Regions from separate parts of the Sus scrofa genome. Here region 2 is linked to region 1. Evidence: chromatin contacts called from public HiChIP or PLAC-seq data. All regions are on one chromosome and are shown on one strand. Each heading gives the region's core, a stretch centred on a gene start, on an enhancer-like site or on the middle of the called end of the contact. The rest is flanking DNA. Distances are from core to core; before and after follow the strand shown.

Region 1 (5,122 bases), core at 1,226-3,725:
CCCAAAGGCTGTGCTGGCAGAGACTGTGACACCCACGCCTCCTCAGGCCGGGGCTGGGTGGGGGGAGCATGAAGCAGGAAGGGGCAGCTGGCTCCCTTCCCCTCACCTGACAACTTCCAGAGCACTGGCGTGCGTCCGAGGCTGGAACAGCTCCTGTGGAGCTACCCGGGCTCCGAGTACCGACCCCAACACCAGGGTCCCAGAGCCTGCAGAACCTGGGACCTCTAGGGAAATTGAGGCCCAGAGAGGGGCGGGCACCCAGTACCACTTGCTGTGTGACTTGGGGTAAGCTATCTAATCTGGGGCCTCAGTCATCTCTTCTGTAAAATGAGGGTGACAACGGTTGTTTGGGGGAAGAAACAAGATAAGAGATGAAAAGTGCTAAGACCCGGGTCTGGCCTGGTCCCACTGAACACTAGCTGTTTTTTACTATTGTCAAAGCACAGAGGAACCAGGGGAGCTCGGGAACAGCCCCCCATCTTTTCCTGCCACCCTCCTCCAGTGCCATCCTGATCCGTCACCTCACAGAGATGCTCAGTGGCCAGGGCATCCCCCCAAAGAAACAACCAGAGGAAAGAGCGCAGGGGCGAACCAGAGGCTCCCTCCTCCCCAGCCAGCTTCCCCTCTGCTGGACTGATGAAGACATGGGGGCCAGAAAGGAGAAGGGTGTGGCCAGGGTAATGCAGGGCAACATCTGTGTGATTTGGGAGGCAAAACAAAGCCCCGGGTCTCCAGCTTCCCTTGGGAATCAGGACTCCCAAGCTGGAGGCCACAGAGGAGGCGCTGGAACCCCAGACCTGCTGCCCTGCCCTCTTGCAGCAAGGAACCCTCTCTGCCAAGTCACGAATGGGGGATATTAAATAATATTTATCTCCCTAGTTCCTCCCACAGCTCAACTAAATATAGCAACTAATTTTTTTGAAAAAGGATTTCTGCTCCAGAAAGATAATATTTATACAAGAGGTGGTTGTCATAAACCAATACAAAACCCAAAGCTCCCTTTTTGACAGCTCTTCGTAATTTTCAAGCCGGCACTGAGCAGTGAGACCCTCGCGCCAGAGAACCTTCCTTCTGGCTGGCTGGGAACCCGGAGAGGGTGAGACCCTGAGTCCTGAACGGATGCAGGTCCCGGCTGCACTCTGGGGATGCAGGCGACATTTCTCTCCCCGCCCCTAGCACTCTGCCCAGTGCCCTGGGGAGGGCGAAGGGGGTGGCAAATCCTGCCGGGAAGCAACTCGGGGAGGGAGTCTACATCTTCTACCCTCTCAGGGTCACACGGGGACGATGCTGGCACTAGCTGTGCCTCCTGGCAGGTGGGGAATCCCACACTCCTTTAAACATGACGAAGAAGGACGCTTTTCCCACCCCAAAAGCAACAGCGTGAAAGCTCCCTCTCCGCCCAGAGATGGGCAGGCGTGGCTCCAGGTCACCCAGGAAGGAAAGGCCTTCCAGGCAACTCCCCCAGTGAGGCCTTGAACCTGCCACCTCCCCCTACCCCCGCCCCCCGGAGGTGGGTCTCCCGCCTCTGCAGTTCAAAGCCCCCACCAACTCCCGCCAGCCACATCCGCCTGGGGCTGCAGAAAGAGGAAGACCTGGGGTGGGGGTGGAGGCCCCAAGGCTGCCAGCTGACAGTCTGCACCTTCTGGGTATTTCACTGAGTCCCCAGTGCAGGAGAGCCCTGCGGGGTCAGCTGGCAGGCTGCGCCTCAGGAATCCCTGGCTGGTCTGTCGCCAGCCGACCTGTGCGTGCACCTGCAAGATGCTGGCAGGGCGGGTGGCGGCGGCGCGGGGATGCAGCGCTGACGGCCGGTGGGGGTGAGCTAAGGCCTGCCCGAGTGGACGCGGACGCGGATAGAGGTGGGAAGCCCGGAAGGGCCTCACTGGTCCCTGGGCCTGGAGGGAGGAGAGCCGGGCGGGGGAGCGGGCGTCCGGTCTCCGAACCCGGAACCCGTACCCTCCTCCCCCGCCAAGGTGCCGCGCAGCCCTCCGGGAGCCCCAAGAGCATCTGCAGAGGTTTCCGGAGCCCTCGCTTCCTGCCCGCCCGCCCGCGGGGGCATATGGCTCGGAGGGGAGAGGACAGCTCCGCGGCCGAGGTGCCTGGGGGGAAACTGAGACTGCGGCGCGCGGGGCCCCCGCTGCCCCCGCCCGGGCCGCGCTCTCACCGTTGGGGCCGTAGCGCTCTCGCGCGCGTGTCACCTGCGCGGGGCTCAGGCCGCCCTCGGCCGTCACCGAGAAGCGACGCAGCACGTCCGCGGCCGGGAGCAGGTGCGCCTCCTCCATGCCGCCCGCCCGTCCGTCTGAGCCGTCGGCACCGTCCGGGCCGCCTCGCCGCGGGGCTACTGCGCGGGGCACTGGGGGCTCGGGCCCGGGCGGGCGCCGCGCGAGGCCATGACCGCGCTGGGACCTTCCCCGACGGCAGTGGCGGCGGCGGCAGGAGCCCGCGCCAGGATGCTGCGCCCCGGGCTCCCTCCCCGGGGCGGGGCGGCGCGGGGCCCGCCCCCGCACTCACACCCCTTCCGGCCGCCCTCGGAGCCCTCCGCCCCGCCCCCGCAACGCCCCTGGGCGCGGAGGTTGGGCTGCCCGCCCATTCCGCAGAAGGGGGAACTGAGGCCGCCCACGCACAGCTGAGGCTGGGGGAGCCGAGGCCGTGTGGTCCGGAAGGGCCTCAGCCGCTGTCCACCGAGCTGGCGGTGAGGGACGTGGGGTGCCGGGGCGGAGAACGGAAGGGAGCTGCAGAGCACTGGCCTCTGAGCGGCCTTCTTAGGCGCCCTCTTGGGTCCCGGGCGGTGGCAGAATGGACCTGTACGTAGTGGGGCTTCCTACCCCCCCCCCGACTCGAATTCTGCCAAGTGCGACTCTGGGTCTAGAGGGAACCCCCAAACCCTAACCCTAAGCAGGCCTCCTCTGGAGGAGATGACTTGATGTTTTCTTCTTTGGAAGTTTCTGGTTTCTTTATCGTTATCCTAAAGCCCAGCGATGAGCGGTTATTCCCCGCACAACCAGGACCTCTAACAATGAACCAGTATATACCAAAGTAAACCAGTCTTGTTACCTTAGACTCACCCTCACCTCAGCAGGAAATGTAGCTGCCAGGTGGGGTGGGGCTGCCTCCAGAAGCCTGAGGGTGTGGGGCCTCTGGCCAGGGCCCCCAGGGCCCCCATGGAGAGCCACTCTGGCCCAGGATAGGGAAGGGACTAAGGGGCTCCCACTGCAGTGCTCCCTGAGCTCCAGTCTGTCCAGGGGAGCCAGGAGGAGGGGCTGCAGGTCAGGGAAGCAAGCTGTGGGGAGGCGGAAACCACTCATCCTGCCAAAAGGAGGAGCGAAAGGCAGCAGTCTGCTCACACCCTCCAGTTTGAGAGACCCACCCCGTCTCAGGCGACCCACCATCTTCCCCCCAGCAGGTGGGCCTGTGCTGCCCAGGCCTCTGGGATTCACCTTGGTGGCACAAGGTCAGATTCCAGGATTGAGCTCCCTTAGCCTGCTGTTCAAACCGGACGCCTCGCAGCCCCAAAGCCTCCTCAGAGACGGGGACCGCACACATTCCCCCAGCACACAGGAGCCCCAGCATCCAGCCTGGCCACCTGCCGCCGACCCCTGCCCAGTGTCCCCCCAGTTCCCGATGTCTTGCCCCAGCCTGGGGCCATGGTCCTCCTCCTCTGTCTCCCCTCCCCCACGCCTCATTGCGCATGGACACACTCAGTGAGTTCTAGCCGGATGGAATAGTCCAGCCCTTTGCTGCTTGTGACAGGCCATCCAGACTGACTCCAGGGGCATCAGCTGGGGCTCAGCCTGCAGCCGTGGAGGCAGTGAATACTGGTCTTCTGGGGCTCCTTGCAACCTGACGCTTTAGATCTCAAGTCCCATATACCCCGTATTTCCGCGCTCTTCCTCCACCACTGCAGATGGCAAAGACAGCCCTACCGGTATCTCTAAGTTGCCAGGAGAACTGTTAGCCAGGACTTGGTGGGGACAGAGCCCTCCCCCTCCCCACAGGAGACCTCTCTCCCAGAGACATGAGGCCCTAGTCCCTCAAACAGCTGGAAAGCCCTTCCTGCTTCCCCACTTACACATCCTGGGGGCTGACTCCCCTTTGCCAGCCCTAGGGACCTTAACATTAAGCCTCTCCCCTCCACCCCACCTTCCGCTGTCAGTTGGTGTTTGCTCAAAGGTAGAGCCAGGCCTGCCTGTTTGCTCTGGCAGCCTGGCCTCTGTTCCCTTTCTCCAGCCCAGCCCGCCCCATGCTGCTTCCAAACCACCGCAGGCAGGGCCGACAGCTGTCGGCAACTCTGGCCCCCACCTGGCAGGTGCACACACCTGTCAGCAGGCCCACCTGCTCGGCTGCCCCCAGGACAACTGGGCATCCCTCCAAGCTCCCACAGACTCATGTACCTGCTCAGTTGCTCGTATGCCCCCATTGAGCCCTCTACCTGCACCTAGACAAACAGCTGGGGGCCAGGGTGACATGGCCCCAAGTTTGCTGTCCAAAGAGCTGGTCTGGCCTCCCCACCTCCCAGCTGCCAGGTACTGAGAGCCAGGTACTGAGAGCCACGTACTGAGAGCTCTTTCTAAATCCCCCACAGTGCAGATAATGGCAGAATTTATCACCTCCCCGGCAGGAGGCAGAGGGGCCGGGGGGAACATGGGGGGAAGGTAGGTGTTTGCTGGAAGGATTTGGACACATGAAGATGAGGGTGTTGCAGGCAGAGGCAAACCTCGGTTGTCTGCCAGGGACCATGACTCAATCCCTCAGCATGGCTGCATCATGAGAACGTGAACACAGGGACCAGGAAGGCAGATCGCAGAGGCAGGGCTGGGACCCTGAGAGCCCTGACTGACCATTTAATGGCCTGGCTTCTTCTTCTTTTTTTTTTTTTTTCTTTTTTTCATCTTTTTAGGGCTGCACCCACGGCATATGGAGGTTCCTAGGCTAGGGGTCAAATCAGACCTGTAGCTGCTGGCCTGGACCACAGCCACAGCATTGTGGGATCCAAGCCGTGTCTGCGACCTACACCACAGCTCACGGCAATGCCGAATCCTTAACCCACTGAGCAAGGCCAGGGATTGCACCTGCATCCTCCTGGATGCTAGTCAGATTTGTTTCTGCTGAGCTATGATAGGAACTC
Region 2 (5,122 bases), core at 1,854-4,353, 140 kb after region 1:
GCCTCCCTTGCAGTTAATGTGGTCATGTGACTGGGTTTGGGCCATTGGGATGAGCCATGCCCTCAGGAGAGGTGTTGGCTCCCTTCTTCCTTTTCCCTTTCCTGCCGGATAGACTGTGGAAAGTGAAAGCAAAGGAGTCACTTGGGTCTTTAAGTGGAGGGTGACAGCACAGCAAGACGGACGGAGCCAGGCCCTTGATAACTGTGAAACTGCCAGAGCACTCCGGGACCGCCTACCTGGACTTTTACATCAAAATCTCCTTTATTGCTTCAAGCACTGATGCACTAGGTTTTCTGTCCCTTGAAGCAGTTCTGTAACCCTAACACATCATACCATTTTTTTCAGATGCTCCACCCTCTAGACTTGGGACTTGGGCATGCAACGCCCTCCGCCTGAAACACTGCTAATGCTTTCTGCTCCTTGTCTGCTTTCAGTCCTCAAATCTGAGCTGAAAAGTCTTCCTTGACACCCTAGATGAGGTTAAATACTCCTGTTACTTTTTGTCTTTACTCATCTCCTTGGATAACACTCACCACACCTATTATTGCTGGGTGATGTGTATCTCTTTCAGTACTGGATACTCTTTGAGAGCAAGCATCTGCTTTGCCCACTGTCATCCAAGCGCTTGGCACTCAGCACATGCCCAACAAATATTTGCTCAGTGAATGAATGGGTAACGTCATGGCCCTTGAGTGATTTCTGGACCACACCTCTAGGACTTCTTGGCCTTACATCACAGGACTCTTTTAGCTCTACTTCTGTCAGACACCCTCACCACGTAAACACTTTCTCTCCATTCTCTTTTGGACAACTGTGAAATGCGCCAACTCCTTCAAGAAATCTGCACAGCTCTTCTGACACCATGTCATTTTCTCACAATACACCTAGGACTAGAATGGAAATTATTATGTGTGCTCCTGGAATTCAAAAAAAAAAAAGAGTAGGAAAACGAAAACCTTCACTGTGTCACATGACCAACACCAACATTTTCAAGAGACAGGATGAGTTACAGGTATTTTAAAAGGAAAACAGAAGAAACAAACCACATTACCTGAAGTCTGGCCACGAGGAGGAAAACATTCTTAAAGTATTTTAAAAAACCTCTGGTTTGAAAGTGTACATCACTTTTGAATGGCATCTTGAGAACCTGTCAGTTTACTGCTTTACATGTTCACCTTTCATTGACACTGAATATACTACGTAGTTTACCCATTCTGACAAATTAAGCACCTTTTTGCTACTACACTGTAGAAAGAGGGCCCAGGGGAGTTCCCGTCGTGGCATGGCAGAAACGAATCCTACTAGGAACCATGAAGGTGTGGGTTCGATCTCTGGCCTCGCTCAGTGGGTTTAGGATCCAGCGTTGCCATGAGCTGTGGTGTAAGTTGCAGACGTGCCTCGGATCTGCCCTTGCTGTGGCTATGGTGTAGGCTGGCAGCTGTAGCTCCGATTACCCCTAGGAAACCTCCATATGCTGCGGGTGTGGCCATAAAAAAGACAAAAGACAAAAAAAAAAAAAAAAAAAAAAGAGAGAGAGAGAGAGAGAAAGAAAGAAGCAGGGCCCAGGAAGGAGGTAGCAGGACACAGAACAAACAAACAAACCAAAAAACTCCCCAAGAAATCTGAGTGACAGTTTCAGTTTTGTCAACTGATTCACAGGGCAAGCCTAGATCAGTTCTCTTTTAAACTCTGAAATGAAGTGTTTGGGGGAGTTCCCATTGTGGCACAGCAGAAAAACCTGACTAGTATCCATGAGGATGCGGGTTTGATCCCTAGCCTCACTCAGTGGGGTCCGAGACCTGGCGTTGCTGTGAGCTGTGGTGTAGACCACAGCCAAGGCTCGGATTCAACATTGCTCTGGCTGTGGTGTAGGCTGGCAACTGAAGCTTCGATTCGACCCCTAGCCTGGGAACTTCCACATGACGAGGATACGGCCCTAAAAAAATAAAATAAAATGAAGTGTTTGGTATAGATAATTGCCAAGATCTCTTCTAAGGAAAACATTTTCTTGCCGAATCAATTCACTGTTCATCACTTAGCAGAGATGACGTTGATGATTATGCCCCAAACTGTACAATTACAAGTAGTCACATGAAACCTGGTATTTGCCTATCAGTTTTAGGTTCGAGGGACATTTAAGAGAGTCTAAAACATGGTTCTTCAAAAACCTAAAAGCTAACATGTGTTTTGGAAAAGCCAGTTTTTGTGGTGAGAGTGCCTTTCAGAATGTGAATTTTTCCAGTAAATGTTACTCTCCTCCCACATTTGCTGGGCCCCCACACTGGATTTGGAAGGTGCGGGCTAAAAACCCACGAGCCTATAAAACAGAATGGTTCTCATGGCCACTCCCTTGATCCCTGCACCACATCTTAAACCATTCTGGAGCATGATCACTAAGCTCCAGAGGGCAGCTGAACCAGTGTCAGGGGACAGCGCAAAGGTCTGTACTACAGCAACATGCAGACACATCTAGGCTTGGTCAGTACTTCTGAGTAAGAACGACCTAGGCTTTCTACATGCCCAGTAAAGGTTAAAGAGATTCACAGTCGACCCGCTCGAGCAGGCTGGAAGCGCCAGTATAGGTCCCGGCACACCCTTGCTCCTAGTTTCAGAACCTGCAGACCCTATGGATTCCCGCCTAGGCTCTCCAAAGCCACCACCCACCTCTTCACGCCCTTGGGGATGACTGCCCCTGCCCCCGCCCCACAATCTCCAGTCAGCCCTGACCTCCTCGAACTGCTCGCCCGAGCAGCCGGCGCCACGAGCCTCCAGCACCTCCCGGAACTGCTCCAGGGTGACGGACTCCTCGCCGCGGCCCAGCCGTTCTTCCAGCCAGCGCAACAGCGCGCCGTGGTGCCTAGACACCAGAGACTCGCAGGGTGGGGTGGGCCGCAGCGCAGCCGCCGCCTCTCGCAGCCGAGCCGGCTCCAGCAGAGCCGCGGCCGGGGGCAGCGCCGGGGCCGCGGGGCCCGGGCCGGGGGTCGTGCCGGAGTCCGCGGCCCAGTCTTGGTGCGGGCTCCAGCCTTCGCCCCCGGCGGCTCCCGCCTCGTCTTCACTGCTGTGACTCGGAGCGTTCCCCATGGGGTTTCCGCCTCGGGCGCCCGGCTCGGCCGCCGCCGCCGCCTCCCCGCCACGACCTGTCAACCTCCGACGGCACCCGGCGGGCGGGGACGGGGAGGGGACGACGGCGGCGGCTGCGGCTTCCGGCTTCCTCGCCCACAAGCGAGGACTACTGTCGCAACGACGCCGTCAGGCGGACTCCACCGGCTGTCGTGAAACAGCTAACCGAGGACAGCCGGATTTCCAGGAGGGTGCGTCTCCAGTTATGTCTACGTCATCCCCCAGCCTCCTTTTGCCACCATCTTTGTTGGGGGCGGCAACTTGAGGGCCCAGAAAGCTTGTCGCTGCTCACTTTCTCGGTATCGTTCCACGTTCACTACCTATGCTGGTAAAGTACGAGAAAGAGTTGGAGCTAAGTAGTGACGCTTTTGCCAAAGACTTCCCTTTCCGTGGTCCCCTTAACGACAGGAGGACACGGGAGAGCGCGCGTCGCGCCGATGACGTTGCGGCGGCTCCTCCACCATCTTGGTTGTGGACGGAGGTGGCAACTTCGGAGCAGCGGAGGGGTACAGCTGTCTAAATGCCGAGGCTCGGCGGGCGTGGGCTCTGGCTGGGCCTGGCCGCGGCGGCGGTGGCGGCGATGATCGCTCGGCTGACAGGCTGGTGGAGTCCCCGCGCTGACTTCCGCCTTTTCATACCCGAGGAGCTGGCCCGCTATCGCGGCCGCCCTGGGGACCCTGGCCTCTACTTGGCCTTGCTCGGCCGCGTCTACGATGTGTCCTCTGGCCGGAGGCACTACGAACCTGGGGCCCCGTATAGCGGCTTCGCAGGTATTAGCCGGGCGGCTCCCGCCGTTTCCTGCTACGACGCGGGCGGGTTGCCGACTGCGTTTCATTCATTCACTCATTCATTCGTTCCTTCGTTTATTCATCTGCTTTTTTTTTTCCTACCCACATTTGTCAGACCACTTTGGGGGCCGTTCTCAGATACATCATCGTTCTGGTCTGTTTTGACTCTGGCAGGACTGTGGGCACCTGTTACCTGCCTCTGTCCTGTCTCCCCACCGCTCTTCGTGACTTAGGTTGAACAAATACATCTCTTGCCTGTTGTTCACTCTTTCACCGCCAGTAGAATACCTACTTTGTGCCACATTGCCTAGCTCTCAAGGCAGAGATGAGTGAGGCCCTGGCCCTGCCCTCAGAGTTGCCCTGCTGATTAATCATTTCTATAGTGTGTTCCAATCCAAAGTGACTTTTCTTTCACCCCACTCCAAATTTTCCCTAAGAAGCTTGAATCGTTCTTGCTTCTAGTATAGACGTACTTGTCTGCCTTCCTTGAAAAAGCTTATCAGAGTTCCCTGGTGGCCTGGTGGTTGAAGATCCCACTTTGCTACTGCTGTGGCTGGGGTCACTGCTGTGGTGCAGGTTCATTCCCTGGCCCAGGAACTTCTCAATGCAGTGAGCATGGCCAATAAATAAGTAAAATCCATCCTTTTTAAGAGAGTACAATTCAGTGTGTTTTTGTTTTCATTTTGGCTGCCTGGCGGCATATGTAGCTCCCAGGGCAAGGATCAACTCCAGCTGTGTCAATGGCCAAATACTTTAACCCACTGTGCCCAGAGGGGGATAGATCCTTTGTCCTGGTACTGCAGGAACATGGCTGATCCCGTTGCACCACTGTGGGAGCTCCATCAGTGGTTTTTAACATAGAAAGTTGTGCAAACACCACCACTAACTAATTCCAGAGCATTTTTTATCATCCCCCAAAGATACTCCTTATCTGTTAGGAGTCATTCCCCATTTCCTCCTACTATGCCCCTGGCAACAAATAACCTACTTTTTTTCTTTTTTAGGGCCACACCCACAGCATATGGAAGTTCCCAGGCTAGGGGTAGAATCAGCTGCAGCTGCCAGCCTTTGCCACAGCCACGTCGTGGAATCTGAGCCACATTCGTGATCTATGCTGCAGCTTGTGGCAATACTGAATCCTTAACCCACTGATCAAGGCCAGGGATTGAACCTGCATCCTCATGGATACTAGTCGGGTTCTTAACCTGCTGAGA

Evidence for each region. HiChIP or PLAC-seq counts read pairs in DNA pulled down with a chosen protein or histone mark.
Region 2: a contact with region 1 is called in an H3K27ac HiChIP or PLAC-seq map of alveolar macrophages. The contact joins the promoter of ZZEF1 here to the promoter of ATP2A3 in region 1. A contact is called at or near these places in 1 of 5 promoter capture datasets (liver) and 1 of 2 datasets of contacts at active chromatin or transcription factors (alveolar macrophages).

What each region holds. Positions count from the first base shown.
Region 1 is chr12:50,011,531-50,016,652 of Sscrofa11.1, forward strand. It overlaps ATP2A3 (sarcoplasmic/endoplasmic reticulum calcium ATPase 3), which reads right to left and starts at 2,476. Exons shown (of 21, transcript XM_021067692.1): 1 at 2,162-2,476. The coding sequence starts at 2,279.
Region 2 is chr12:50,152,155-50,157,276 of Sscrofa11.1, forward strand. ZZEF1 (zinc finger ZZ-type and EF-hand domain-containing protein 1) reads right to left here and starts at 3,104. Exons shown (of 56, transcript XM_021067699.1): 1 at 2,728-3,104. The coding sequence starts at 3,081. It overlaps LOC100520452 (neuferricin), which reads left to right and starts at 3,062. Exons shown (of 4, transcript XM_021067695.1): 1 at 3,062-3,311. The coding sequence starts at 3,080.